Linked DNA regions of Solanum lycopersicum: region 2 is linked to region 1. A link is a contact called in public HiChIP or PLAC-seq data. All regions are on one chromosome and are shown on one strand. The core of a region is the stretch at or near the end of the contact, and the rest is flanking DNA. Distances in the headings are between cores, read along the strand shown. Region 1 holds the start of LOC101247958 (phospholipid--sterol O-acyltransferase). Region 2 holds the start of LOC101246565 (MDIS1-interacting receptor like kinase 2-like).

Region 1 (3,261 bases), core at 365-2,864:
ATCGAGCATCAAATAAAAAAAAAAAATTCAAGGAAATGAGACCTTAGCAGTCATGGACTGAAGCTCTGTATTATCAGCATCAAAATCACTGGAAACAGAGGAAAAATCAGAGACGGAATGAGCATCAGTTGAATCGTCATCGGCGGGAATATCCCTAAACCGAAACCTTGATGTTGAAGAAGCAACAGTAACAGTATTCATGAGAAAATATGTATTGGACGAAATAGTGATACAACGAATTAAACAAGCTTTGTTTGTTGTGTAATATGATGATTGAAATTTTGGTAAATATGGAGTAAAAAGCTTTGATTTTGACGTTAGAAACTGCCGAATAAACATAGATGAACGACGGAGAATGGCAAGAATTGAATTTCTATTGTTTTTGGATTTCACGTTTCCTTTCTGCTATTATTTCCTCTGCCGGCATTTCTTATTATTTGCCTCGATATTATTATACGACTTCTTCTTCCTTATACCATCTCAAAATTAGAAGAAAAAAAATAACTGTTTATATACTAAAATTTACGTGGGTCGGTAAAATTTTATTTTATTTTGCATGCTCGGACACAATCAATTAATATTTTATTTCATTTTTAAAAAAATACAAGTGAAATAGTACAAAAGAGAAAGAAGATCAAATGTGTTAAGAAAATAGGTAGACAAATGAGAGGTGTGTTACAAATGAATAAAGACCTATTTGTTTATAGAAGTGAATTCTTCTACCATCCATGACATCACAATGTGTTTAAATATCAAAGTTTAACTTGTGAAAATATTTCATGGTTTACCTAAATTTCACCTACAGAGTTGTTATCTTGACTTTTATATCAATGAAGAATATCACCCTAGCTATCAAAACTTGACATCAATTCGTCTTGAATATTGTCAAATTTAATATTAACAACAAAGGATTTGCACTTGTTCAAAAGTATTAACTTTTTAATTTATTTTCTCCGCTTACTTTATTTTACATATCTATGAAAAAATAATACTTAATATGGTTATTTTACTAGGGTATCTCTATTATTGATGTTTGATAGTTGAACTTGGAAAATGATTCGAAAACACGTAATTAATATTAAGGATATAACATGAAAATATGGTAATTTTTTTTATGGATTAAAAATGACAAGTAAAAGCAGAAACTTATTTTTGAATTAGTAAAAAAATAAAAATTATCTGAGAGGATATTAAATTACTATCAAATTTTACTCTCAATGGAAATCAAATCTAATTGTAATTTCAAAATATATAATTAAAAATTGAGAGATAAATTTCATTTACTTCCTCAAGAAATTCGAACATGCATACAAAATTTCAATTACTGTTAATTTTTATTATAAGCCTGAATATGATCAAATTTTCATTAATAAATCGAACTCTCCATTTAGTCCTTCCAAAATAATTAATAATTAGATTATCATAATAATGAAACTACTATATAAATTACCATAGTATTTATATTAAATTCAGAGACTGAACTACATATTAGATCGTGGATGGTGGACCACCCATTGAGTCAAACATAAAGTGTATACTTATATGTGAGTATTAATAATCATCATGTTTTAAAGGTGTCAAATATTTAAATAGTGAACGAACGCCAAAGATCTGGCTAAAAACAAAATAGTTTAATTCGAATAATAAACGGACAAAATATTATTTTGTTATGTTTTCGTCTGCGACCAAAAAGAAAAAAAATAAAAGTTTATCATTGAAAACTTTCCAATTCCCAGCGGCAAAAAGTCAGTCAGTTGTCCCCAAAAGTTTACAATTTCCATGTGAAAAAACTGATAACAAATTGTTTCTAGCCAATGAGAGGAGGACACGTGGGATTCGTCGTCATTTTCATTCTCCTAGCTACCGCCGGTAACCTTGGCGGTGAGTTCGCCGGCGATTACTCGAAGCTGTCCGGAATTATTATCCCAGGATTCGCGTCTACACAACTGAGAGCATGGTCAATATTAGACTGCCCTTATTCTCCTCTCGATTTCAATCCTCTCGATTTAGTCTGGCTCGACACTACTAAAGTAAATCTTCAACATTGGCTCTCTAGATATTGATATTGTTTCAATGTTTATTTTATGCAAAGCTGGAGATTTCATGCATGAAGTGAAAATATAGATTTAATTAAGAGTAGAACAAGACAAATACTAATTAATTGGGAATAAGTGTAATTTGTAGATATCTGGTAAAAGACAAATTTGTTTTTGTATTGGAATGGAATGGACTTGAATATCCGGAAAGGTTAAATACGATTCATATAGTCGATCCCAACTAACTATTTGTTTGATTTTTGTGGTATATAATATGGAAAGATATGATTTTGTGATTCTATTTGGGGGAAATACTCTTTCTAGCAAGTTACTAGATACTATTCATGAGGTTGTTGCTTTTTCTGCAGTTATAAAAAAACAACTGTCTAGAGTCATGGATCTTGCTTTTGTGATACAAAAGTAGTAACTTCTTGTAAGTTAATAATTTATATTTCTTACAGCTTCTTTCTGCTGTAAATTGCTGGTTGAAGTGTATGATGTTGGATCCTTACAATCAAACAGATCACAACGAGTGCAAGTCTCGACCTGATAGTGGCCTTTCTGCAATAACGGAGCTTGATCCTGGTTATATAACAGGTGTTCTTGATTTATTCTCCTTGTTTTATCATTTGCACTTCTATTAAACTGGAATAAGGAATTCAAAATGTTAGGCCTCCATTACACAGAAGTAAAACTGAACTGATTTTTCTCTGGTAACATCTTAAGTCATCACATGACAGAGCCGGCTGAGTACTTTTCCTGCTTCAGTAGGCACCAAGTGCTAAAGCATGTGTTAGCAAAAATTATCGAACTAGCTTTCTTTTTATAATACCTGGAGAACTTACAAGACCACTGGGTTTACTATCTTGAGCTGCACCAAACAATAAGATACTCACAGAAGCAACCTTAGGAAACATAATATGAGAAATAGAGATAGAAAATGTAGAACATAGTGGTTGATCGATTTGAATTAGACATTTGAAATTTGCATTGTTGCATCTAATAAATTTCTTTTGTTGGTTTTGAGCTTGATACACTTGTTTTTACTTGCTTTATAAAGAAAAAATGAAAACACTATCACTGTTTTTACTTCAGATATTTTACTTAATTACAGTTGTTTCTATTCCTTTATCCATATAATTCTTGTTTGTATGGGTTTACCCATTTTTTCTTTTTATATGCACCTTCCTTCAATGCACGCTTTAATTGTGCTTTATCTTAGTAT
Region 2 (3,604 bases), core at 621-3,120, 210 kb before region 1:
TTTCCAATCTCAGGAGGAATGGTTCCACTGAGATTGTTGCGGAAAAGGTGCAACGTCTTTAGATTGGTCAGATTTCCAATGGTTGGAGGTATTATGCCTGAAAGCTGGTTATCAGACAAATCTAACTCTAACAAGTTTTGCAAGTTCCCAATCAGATAGGGAATGGAACCAGTGAACTTGTTATGATAGAGGTAAAGATATTCAAGGTTTGTCAATTGAGTGGTTTCGGGTGGAATTTTCCCCGTAAAGGAATTGTTTTGAAGCTGCAGAGATGTCAACTCAGTCCAATTGGTGATTAAATTCGATGAGATTTCACCAGAAAGACTATTATCAGACAACCCCAATTCAGATAACTTTGTAAGAGAGGAGAATGATAAAGGCAATGACCCTTGCAGGTCATTTTCAGCTAGAGCTAAGTAATTGAGTTTAGTACAAAAGCCAAGCTCAGAAGGAATAGTTGAATTCAAACTGTTCGTTCGAAGATCCAACCTTTGAAGATTTATGAGTCTACCTATAGAAGATGGAATCATTCCTTCGAATGAATTGCTGTTAAGTACAACAACTTCAAGACTAGTGATCAAGCCAATTTCATCAGGAATTAAACCAGAAAACATGTTACCACCTAGCTGAAGTTCTTTCAACTTAGACAAGTTGTTAAAATTTGGTGACAATGAACCTTGAAATGAATTAGATGAAAGATTAAGTGTTTCAAGGTTGATCAAGTTGGTAAATACTGTTTCAGGAATCGAACCATTGAAATGATTTATCGATAAATCAAGATATGTTAGATTATGACAACGGAGTATGAATTCAGGGAATTCTAACCTCAGTTCATTGTAACCAAAGCTTAGATACTTCAACATAGGCATACTTCTCATCTTCAACCAATCAGGAGTTTCTAAGTAATTTGATCCAACATCCAAGTGCATTAGCTTCTGCAGATTGCTAATCTGATACGGAATCACACCGGTGATATTGTTGTTATAAAAACTCAGATACTCAAGTTGATTCAACTTTCCAATCTCTTCAGGTATGATACCTGACAAGATGTTGTTACTTAAGTCCAAGAAAGTGAGCAATGAGGCATTGCCAATACTCGAAGGTATCGATCCACTGAAGTTATTTTGATTAAGATTGAAATTCACGAGACTCGGAAATGAAGTGAAATCAAGGTGATCAAGTGAGCCTGAGAGGGCTGCATCAGAAAGATTGATCACTGAAATTGTTCCACCAACATTACACACAATAGATGTCCAATTGCACAAGTTTTCGAGATTCGAAATGGACCATGAATCTAAGAAAGAAGTAGTAGGTAAATTACTCTTCCATTTGAGAAGAGATTCAGCTTCTGTTCTTGCTGAAGATGTGATACTTAATGGAAGTGAAAAAAGAAGTAGCACATACAAAATGTAAACTAAGCTAGTATGAAATGTTGTCATGTGTAATATTTGGTTTTCTTAGAAGAATTAATACAACATTCTTGTGCTTTTTTATATGAAAGGGCTGTTAATATATAAGTGGAGAAAAAAAGGGTGTATATTAGTAGTGGAAAAACAATCATAAAAGAAGAAAAAAAAAGTCAAAGATGTTGCATTGTATCACCAAAAGATGTACTGGGTTGTGCTGATACTGTTTCACTTTTAACTAGCGGCCTCGAATTTAAATCCTGAATATGGAGAAAATGTGCGATTCAAATTTTATCGGAACTCTAATGAAGACGTCGAACGCCAAGTAGGAAACAAAAATGTGATACAACAAATGGGGTAGTTCTTCGCTTAAGCAAAAGTCTCAGATTTAAACTTGGAATATGAAAACGTCTAACAAGCATTTCCCCCTAAATGAGACTACGCAGCGCGAATCTAAAATTGTTAATTTCCAATAAAATAAAATAAAATGTTGTACTTTTTGTAGTTGGAATACAGAGCTTAAAGTGTCCAATAGGATATGACAATGACACGGTTTATTGTCTTTTTTCTTTTTTTTTTTTTTGGTCAAAACTATATATCAGAAAATAAAAAAATTGAGTGGTGAACAATTAAGTAGGATAAGTATATTAAAAAAAAAAATTGGTTCAAAATCAATATCAAAGAAAAATAAAGTCAAGTCAATGAATTTTCTTTTTTGTTTTCTTCAACATGTGGTAGTGTGAATTGTGAAAACTGATGAAAACGTTTATTTATATTAAATTGTTGAATCCATGACACCAAAAAACAAACCAACAAACAAAAAAATTATTGAAATAATTGTACATTTAGAATCAGAATTTTTATTTATCAAGAGGGTTTAAAAATATGATGAATTAAAGTAGCTGGATGATTGACCTTTTATTGGTCAGTCAACAAGTTATAATTTGAAAAATCTTTTAGTGGAAAAATAAATACAGATTAAAGTACATACATGTGCTGGTTGGGGTCAAAATTGATGGCTATATTCAATACATACATTTAAATGTTCAACAACCTTGGCTTTACTCGAACAAAGCTAAAATATCACTTAGAAAAATATTTAACAACTATTCTAAATATTATTTTGATGAATAAAATCATGTCTAATAATATAAATTTTAATTGATTCATTTACGATATAAAAATCGTTGTTTCTAATAGTAGAACCAAAGAAAACTGTTAGAGGTCGTTTGATACGCTGATGATAAAATTTGAAATTAATTTGTCTTATATTTAGTGCGAGATATTATTTAATCTCAAAACAATTATACTAAAGTCAGAAGCAAATTTAAAATTTAAAGATTTTGGATGTATCAGTATTATCTTAATTCAAAATCTGAGCTCTAAGCTAAACTAAAAAAAATAGTGAAAAGGGTTTTAGTTAAATTCAAACTCTGGTTTCATCAATAGTTTCTCCATCTTGTACCAACGACATAAGAGCACTCATAAATTTCTCTTGGGTGCATGATTATTATATTTTAGTTCTTGTCAGTTTCTCAAGAAAAATATACATATTTAAACATAATTTTTTCTGAAGTTAACGAGTATCTCAGACTAAAATATGATAGAATTATTATTTCATATGAAAGATGAAATAAAATAATACGATATATCTTACCTTTAACTCATCGATCCAGTCTAGGAAAAGTTGCTATAGGCTGATTTATGAGTATATTGACTAACTTTATTCATACTAACTAAATGGTACTAGTCTTTGACTACGTAATTATTATATGACCAAGTGAAATGGCATGATTTTTCTTTAACTAAAATCATGTCTACCTTAATATTTAATACTTAGCTCGTAGAAAAATGTACAATAATAAATATAAAATATTAGATAATGTAAAATAATGTGTCACTTATAGTGATGTTTCCTATTTTTCTTTGACATAATTCAAGTGACACAATGGACTAAAAAAATATATTTAAATACCAAGATCAAGCTTGCTTTTTTAAGATTTTTTTTTTCTTTCACTAGATCTCATAATTAGTGGTGTCATGGAATAGAGATAATATAATAAAATTAAAATGTCAATTGTTATCGATTGATTGTTGAAATCACCTTTGTGGTTAAACCATTAAAGAAATTACTAAGTATAAAATAATTGTTGGTTAGTTTTTGGTGCTTCCAATATCAAAACATTTTTAGCGGTCAG

What was found. HiChIP or PLAC-seq counts read pairs in DNA pulled down with a chosen protein or histone mark.
Region 2: a contact with region 1 is called in an RNA polymerase II HiChIP or PLAC-seq map of leaf, with 7 times the contacts expected there. The contact joins the promoter of LOC101246565 here to the promoter of LOC101247958 in region 1. A contact is called at or near these places in 1 of 1 promoter capture datasets (leaf) and 1 of 1 datasets of contacts at active chromatin or transcription factors (leaf).

Annotation. Positions count from the first base shown.
Region 1 is chr9:62,590,927-62,594,187 of SLM_r2.1, reverse strand. It overlaps LOC101247958 (phospholipid--sterol O-acyltransferase), which reads left to right and starts at 1,614. Exons shown (of 16, transcript XR_011211446.1): 1 at 1,614-2,030; 2 at 2,498-2,633. LOC101266669 (exocyst complex component EXO84B-like) reads right to left here and starts at 1,692. Exons shown (of 7, transcript XM_019215580.3): 1 at 43-1,692. The coding sequence starts at 339.
Region 2 is chr9:62,804,823-62,808,426 of SLM_r2.1, reverse strand. LOC101246565 (MDIS1-interacting receptor like kinase 2-like) reads right to left here and starts at 1,870. Exons shown (of 2, transcript XM_004247453.5): 1 at 1-1,870. The coding sequence starts at 1,439.